Regions from separate parts of the Danio rerio genome. Here region 2 is linked to region 1. The links are chromatin contacts, called in public Micro-C maps. All regions are on one chromosome and are shown on one strand. The core of a region is the stretch at or near the end of the contact, and the rest is flanking DNA. Distances in the headings are between cores, read along the strand shown.

Region 1 (4,013 bases), core at 1,009-3,508:
TTGAACTAAACAGATTTAATAAACGAATATATAACATTTTAGTCACTCAAGATCTTTAGAGATTGTTTCTCTTGAACTTTAAACATTTTTATTTGATATTTTCCCCTAACATATACATTTTTAGACCATTAGAAATTATTTTGTTAGATTAGCACCAAATTTTGGCTTCAGCATCTGGCACAGCTATTGTAAAGAATCCTTTACAAAATATTAATTTAAAAGATTTGTGATGGGTGTACATATATGAGCACTGTATACATACACATTTATGTGTTTGTGTTTCCAAAATGAAAAAGAAATCAACATTTTTCCACAGAATGTTTGTCATGATTATTATTTTTAACATGCTTTTCTGGTCAAATTTGTTTATACGAAAACTGTTCCTTAAAAATAAATTAAAATTTAACTACTATAACCAGCCCCCTATACTGCCCACACAGATAGAAGCCCGCTGTCAACATTCATTAGTGTTATGAAAAGAATCTGCAGTATTTATGATAAAGTATTATTTAGCTCTTTTTGTCATTGCAAAGGCTAAATTTATTGTTATAAATATCTATTATTACTATTATAAGAGCAACTGTACAGTTCTGTTCAACCAGGGACATTTCTAAGACAATAAAAAAAAACTTTACCACAGATTTCCATTTTTATTGAAACACAATTTGCATTCCTCAACATAACAGAGTACAGCCTATTTGGAAATTGAATATTTGTATCCATTTCTCTGTGAATATAGATCATATATTTTGATGCATTTGAACAAAACAGAGGGTGACGCAGTAGGTAGTGCTGTCACCTCACAGCAAGAAGGTTGCTGGTTCGAACCTCGGCTCAGTTGGCGTTTTTGTGTGGAGTTTGCATGTTCTGCCTGCGTTCGCGTGGGTTTTCTCCGGGTGCTCCGGTTTCCCCCACAGTCCAAAGGCATGCTGTACAGGTGAATTGGGTAGGCTAAATTGTCCGTAGTGTATGAGTGTGTTTGGGTGTTTACCAGAGATGGTTTGCGGCTGGAAGGGCAACTGTGGCATAAAAACGTGCTGGATAAGTTGGCGGTTCATTCCGCTGTGGCGATCCCGGATTAATAAAGGGACTAAGCCGACAAGAAAATTAATGAATGAATGAACAAAACAGATTTATTAAACAAATATTTTTATTAAAATAATATTTTAGTCACCGAACATCTTTAGAAATAGAAAATACATTTAAATTGATGTGAATATTTAATATATTTATTTGAAATTTAGTTTTGATTAATATTTTCGTTTCTCTTGTACTTTTAAACCTTTTTATTTAAAATTTTTCCCTAAAACATAAATTAGGGCTACTAAGTTTTGGACCATTAAATTATTTTGTTAGGTTAGTTCCAGATTTTGGCTTCAGCATCTGACTAATCCAATATTGTAAATAATCCTATAGAAAATATTAATTTAAAAGATTTGTGATTGGTACTCGTATATGAGCACTGTATCTATACATTTGTTTTTGTATTTCCAAAATGAAAAAGGCAACAAATTTTATTCTTTCATTCATTTTGTTTTTGGCTTAGTCCCTTTATTAATCTGGGGTCGCCACAGTGGAATGAACCGCCAATTCAGCATGTTTCACGCAGTAGTTGCCTTTCCAGCTGCAACCCATCACTGGGAAACATCCATACACTCTCATTCACGCACACTATACGGACAATTTTGCTTACCCAATTCACCTAGGCTATATATATATATATATATGATTTTGGACTTGTGGGGGAAACCGGAGCACCCGGAGGAAACAAGGCAACACATTTTCTACAGAATATTAGTCAAGGCTGTTTTCGTCGTGTCAGCTTAGTGTTACATCATTACCCACTGTTATTTTAATCACGATTATTATTTTTAACACGTTTTTCTGAAGTGAAATTTGTTTATTCGAAAACTAGCCCTTAAAAATAAATGAACAAATTTCTAACATCCCCCACCTCCGTATCTGCCCACACGGTTAGAAGCCCGCTGCCATCATTCATTAGTGTTATGGAAAGAAGAATGTGCAGTATTTATGGTGAAGTGTTATATAATAATGTATGCCACGTTCTCGCGGCAGAACATTTATTCACAGCGCTATTCGTCTGGTTAATTTTTTTGAACGTCTTGAATAATTCTCATCAAGCCACCGGTTGTCATGGACGGCAGGAACCAAATCAGGCTCGTGCTTGTTTTATTATTATTACATCATCAGCGCACTTTACCTTTTCTTATTCACTCAATCAGGAGCGCGCAGAGGAGCACTTCTGTTGCCGTGACAACCAAGACAACACAATAGCAGAGCAGTAAGTCACACTGGACGCAGAGGAGTTTACAGCGGAGCTTTCTTCTGGTTCAGACGCGATGTTACAGGCAAAAACACTCCTTAACCCTTGTTTATTGATCAAATTTACGACCCTTTCGTTATGTTTGTGGCTGTTTTGCGCCGTTGACTTCCATTATGATCACATATTTTGATTACAAAGCTATGATAGTCGGATGGCAGGGTCAGAATTTGACGTCAACACCTTGAAAGCATGGATCCATCCTGCCTTGTATCAACGGTTCAGGCTGCTAGTGGTGGTGTAATGGTGTGGGTGATATATTTTTTTGGCACACTTTGGGCCCATTAGTACCAACTGAGCGTCATGTCAACAACACAGCCTACCTAAGTATTCTGACCATGTCCATCCCTTTATGAACACACTGTACCTATCTTCGATGTCTACCTCCAGCAGGATAACACGCCATGTCATAAAGCGCAAATCATCTTAGACTGGTTTCTTGAACATTGACAATGAGCTCACTGTACTTAAATGGCCTCCACAGTCACCAGACCTCAATCCAATAGAGCACTTTTGGTATGTGGTGAAACGGGAGATTCTCATCATGGATTTGCAGCCAGCAAATCTGCAGCAACTGTTTGATGCTCTCATGTCAATATGAACCAAAATCTCTGAGGAATATTTCCAGTACCTTGCTGAATCGATGCCACGAAAGATTAAGGCAGTTCTCAAGCCAAAAGGGGGTCCAACCTGGTATTAGTATAGTGTACCTAATAAAGTGGCCAGTGAGAGCAATTTATCTTAATTGCTGACACATATTCATACGGTGTATTTTTTTATGAAACTATGAATAATATATATTTTTTCCTCCATGACTTGTCAGACTTATTGCACATTTTCAATAAATAGGCATGCCACATCGAAGGACAACAAAATGTAATTTTATAGTGGTTCCTATAAAGTTAAATAAAAAGAAAAGTTTTTATAACAAGAGGTCCATGAAACAAAAATGATGCATTTTAAATTGACAATAATAATTATATAAATTTTTGTTGTGTGAAAAAAAATCATCATGTCAACAATCCATATATCAATTAAGATCTTTTTTTATTTTTATTTTTTTTTAAAGTTTTATTTATTCCAAAAACAATGATCTTGCAGTGAGTTACAAATATACATTTACAACCTTGTATATAAACATATATAAACATTTTTACATAGGGATTTATTAATAATTTGGCTGATTATTTTATACAGCATCTTAACCTTTGAAATCATTGTGAAAATTAATTGTTTTCTGGATGCTGTCCGTATTTTCTGAATTGTAAAATGTTAAAAAGGTTCCCAAAAACCCCTGTGTAAAAACCTTTAACTAATATGTCAATAAAATCAACAGAGTGTTGAACCTGACTTTAGTCTTCATATGCTTGAGCTAAAATTTCTGCAAATAAGTGTATTATATTTAATGAAATAATCCCTCATTTGCATAGTCTTCTAAAATGTTATTGACATATGTTCCAAAAATGTGAACAATATTCGCAATTCAGTCATTTTTCCATTTTTATCTGCTTTTTTCCAGGGTCAGGTCGCAGGGGTAGCAGTCTTGGGAGAGAACTCCAGACTTCCCTCTCCCCAGACACTTCCTCTAGCTCCTCCGGGGGGATCCCGAGGCGTTCCCAGGCCAGCCAAGAGGCATAGTCCCTCAAGTGTGTCCTGGGTCTTCCCCAAAGCC
Region 2 (4,048 bases), core at 374-2,873, 71 kb after region 1:
AACAAAGTTGTCTATTTTGCTGATTGGCAGTATTGGAGTAATATTTCACATTTAACTTGCATGCGTTATGCTTCAAAGCATATATAAATACTTTTGGATGGAAAAACATCATGCCATTTGACTACGAGACAAGTGAACATTTGCATACTGTAAGAACCTTAAACAGCATTTCTATGTGGAAAATGATGTTCATCCACTTTTGCATCTATACGCATTGCTTAAAGTCCGGGTTTTAGGTTCAACTGGAGGACTATCGGTTTTAACAGTTTTTCGTGGGTAGCTCCAACAGCCAAGCGGATCCAAGTGCCTCTTGTTCCTAGCAGTTCTGCACAACCTTGGGGAGCCTGCGCGCCCACGCTGCCCTGAAGAGCCCTATGCCACCCTGACATTCCTGGAAAAGCACTGCGTAAAATCCACACGCAGGATTAAGTTTTGATATCTGATATCTTCATGTGTACAGACTGGGAGCTTCACGGATCATGCATGGAACATTACGTTTTGATGCCTGATATTTTTGTATTCACGGATTGCTAGCACAACAGAGTGTGCAGAGTGTAGTGCACATTTCTGCAAATCTGTGCAGTGCACTCTTAATATTAAACCTAAATGGCCTCAAGAATGAATTCAGCATCAGAAAACACATGCAACAACCGTGGGACGTAAAAAAAAAACATACATAATCTAAAACTAAATTTGCAATTCAAAAAATGATGAATCAAACACTAATGAATGACCAAACAGAACTGGTTTCCTACAGTCAATCTACATTTAAAACAGTCCAACATATGAAAAAAAGAAAAGTGCATGCAACTGGTTTGAAGCAAAACCAGCACGTCCGTGATAAGTGTAGCTGCTGCACTGCGCTGTGATTGAATGAACAAATCCAAGCAACAACAAAAAACTACATAAACACATACTAATACTCAGAAAAATAACGATAACCAGATATATAAAGGGATAGTTCACTCAAAAATTAACATTTACTCACTATTTACTCAAGTGCTTCCAAATATAGTTTCTCTATTCAATTTAACACAAAAGATGATCATTTGAAAGCTGAAAACACTTAACCATGGGGGGAAAACACATAGAAGTCAATGGTTACAGGTTTCCATCATTTTTCAAAATATCTTCTTTCGTGTTCAACAGGAGAAATATTTGTAACAAGTACAGAATGAGCAAATGATGAAATAATTGTAAATTTTTTGGTAAACTATCAGTGTTAGAAGGAAAACATCTTACCAAACCATGCCGTAAGCGCCTTCTCCGATGTAGGAGAGGTTGCTGTAACGCGGCCCGACATCGAAAGCCTGCCCGCGGACCATCTCGGCACCGGATCCGGGGTTCGGGCCGCCGCCAGCAGGGGCAGAAACCGCAGCTGTCGCCATTGCTGAGAAACTGAAGCTGCCTTCACAAGCAAAACAAACGCGCTTTTCTCACCCAAAAGCACCAGGAAAAGCTCTTAGGTAGAGTGAAACACGGCGAAAAGCGACGCTTTTAAACTGAACCGAAGACTCGGTGTTGGAGAGCAGCGGCTGAAATGCTGTTGACAGGCATATATTTTCTGCTGATAGTAAATTAACGTGCGCGTGGCTCCGAGCACCGACTCACCGACTGACTGACTGACTGCAGCCGGAGAGAGAGCGAGTGTTTTACCGCAGGAAGTAGCGGAGCAGATCACGTGGGCAGGAGTGGAGAGAGCGGTACCATAGAGACAATTAGCTTTTCATTAAAAAAAGAGCTGCATATCGATTAATATATTCATAATAGCAATACAGTTAATTAGAGTTACATAATAATCACCCCATATCAAAACACACTGAGAAAGTAGGCAAACAACCAAAGAAAATGTTGTCACTATTTTGTAAAATTATAATTATTAATTTCCCATTGGCTTAGATCTTTTTTTAATCAGGTGTCGACACAGTGGAATGAACCGCCAACAACTCTAGCATATGATTTATGCAGCAGATGCCATTCCAGCCGCAACCCAATCGCAACCCAATAGGCTACAAAAAGCTTTAAAGAGCTGCGTATCGATTTAAATAAAATTTTATTAGGGGTCGCCACAGCGAAATGAACCGCCAACTACTCTGCCATATGTTTTATGCAGGGGATGTCCTTCCAACCACAACCCAGTACATCGAAATATACATATTTATTGGATTTACTAAATTTGGTTTAAGGTAAGTGGTTGCAAACCGTTTATATGAGCTGAACAAACGTTTAAATTTAGCCCATATCAATTGTTTGCAACCATTTACCTTAAACAAAATTTGTAAATCCAATGAATTATACTGCGAAAACCAAGATTAATTTATATTATTACTATGTATTTATTGGATTTAAGTCAGGAGATTGGCTGGGCCATTCTACAGCTGGATTTTCTTTCTCTAAAAGCATTCGAGAGTTTCCTTGTCTGTGTTTTGGATCATTGTCTTGCTGAAATGTCCACACTGGTTTCATCTTCATCAGCTGCTGTCTGGGCTTTCACTGCTTTTTTACACATCCCTTTCTTTACGTGTTCGCTACTTCATTTCATTTTACAGTATTATTCATAATTTAATTCATAAACTAATTAATATTGTTTTCTTTGCAAATATGGATTTCTTCTGTTGTTGCCAACATCTAGTGAATAAGTCAACAGCACCTTTAGAAATATGTTTTCCGAGAACAATGGTGTCGTGTTTAATACTTATTTCCCTCACTGTACATCCATGCCTAATATCAATTGGCCAGAAAGGGTTAATCGATGCTCAAATTTAATGCTCAACCCAATTCTTCAGACAGTGCTATGTTAGTTTAATGTCATCACTAAAAACAGATTTAAATGCAAAAATAATAATAATAATAATAAAAATTAAATAGTGTTTATAATGTTTGACATGCATGAATATTTGAGGTTTCAGAAAGACTTTATGAAGGTGCAAATGGAAAACCTCATTGGAGAGCATGCGGTTTTCAAGCATATTTATGCATAGAGATTGCTTACACATAATACAGCACAAAAGCATGGCTATGATTTAATAATAATAAAGAAAAAAACACAAAAGATCTACTCAAGTGATGTGAGAAATTAATCCAAATATTTTTTTCCTCATAAGAGTTCGGGTTTGTTCTGTAGTTTATTTCTTGTGTGTGCATAATTGAGAGTGTAAGCTTATGTGATAGGCAATCTTAAGTGCATATTAGTGTGGTTTACTTGTTGCTAACCACACACACAGACACAGCTAAACTAAAACTGTGGCAAACGCTAGCGCAGTCAAGGAAGAAAAAAAAAAATCCAGACACCAGACGTGACGTGAAAAGCACTTTATTCACATTATATGAGATTAAAACCCAACGGTTTGGTTCAAAGTCCACAAAAACTGCATAAGAAATGCCACGAGACGGAACTTACATTCAGTTAACATACTTTAACAGGCATAAAAGATGCCATTACAACATGCGAGAACACTTAGGTCCAAGAGGAATTGGCTTTAGTTAGTAAAAAACGTATAAATGTGCACAACGACGACAGCAGTAAAAAGAGAAAAGTAGGCGATTGAAGACTCAGCGCTCTTAAGTTTATCAGTCAAGCTGCTTGCTTGTACTTCGAAGCTGATTCTGAATGTGTACATCAAGATAAGGCACTTTATCACATGCTGTGAGCTGTTAATACTCATGTGTTCCCATGACTATGTTCACTTAATAGAAATAGAGACAAGCAATAGTTACAAAACGTCCTGTAGGCGAAGAGTCTGTATCATCAGCACTGAATATACTAAAGAGCATGTTCTTTACAAAGTGGTAACACTTTAATTGAAGAGGAAGTTCATAAGACTGTCATGAAACCTTTATAATAAGGACATGACACATTATCTGCTTGTTAAGTGTGATGCGAACTGGTTTCCAGGTCCAAGCGCCATATTAAACTGTATAGGGAAGCTCATTAAAGGGAAATAATAAAGGTTTATGATGTATTATATTAGAAAATCATGATTGCAATATATATTGTGGGGGAAATAAGTTTTGAACACGTCATGTTGTTGTTTTTGTCTGAGAGCTG

What was found. A called contact is a pair of places that touch in the nucleus more often than the background predicts.
Region 2: a contact with region 1 is called in a Micro-C map of caudal fin, with 4 times the contacts expected there. The contact joins the promoter of mapk1 here to the enhancer-like site in region 1. A contact is called at or near these places in 2 of 18 Hi-C or Micro-C datasets (caudal fin and hematopoietic stem cells).

Annotation. Positions count from the first base shown.
Region 1 is chr5:13,781,988-13,786,000 of GRCz12tu, forward strand. No RefSeq gene overlaps it. Among named protein-coding and RNA genes, the nearest start is that of ypel1, 11 kb to the left of the region's middle. Within about 2 kb of position 2,259, at least 9 of the 62 cell types and tissues checked have an H3K27ac peak or open chromatin away from gene starts, as enhancers often do. A contact at or near this core is called in caudal fin, where this site is marked.
Region 2 is chr5:13,853,430-13,857,477 of GRCz12tu, forward strand. It overlaps mapk1 (mitogen-activated protein kinase 1), which reads right to left and starts at 1,624. Exons shown (of 9, transcript NM_182888.2): 1 at 1,243-1,624. The coding sequence starts at 1,388.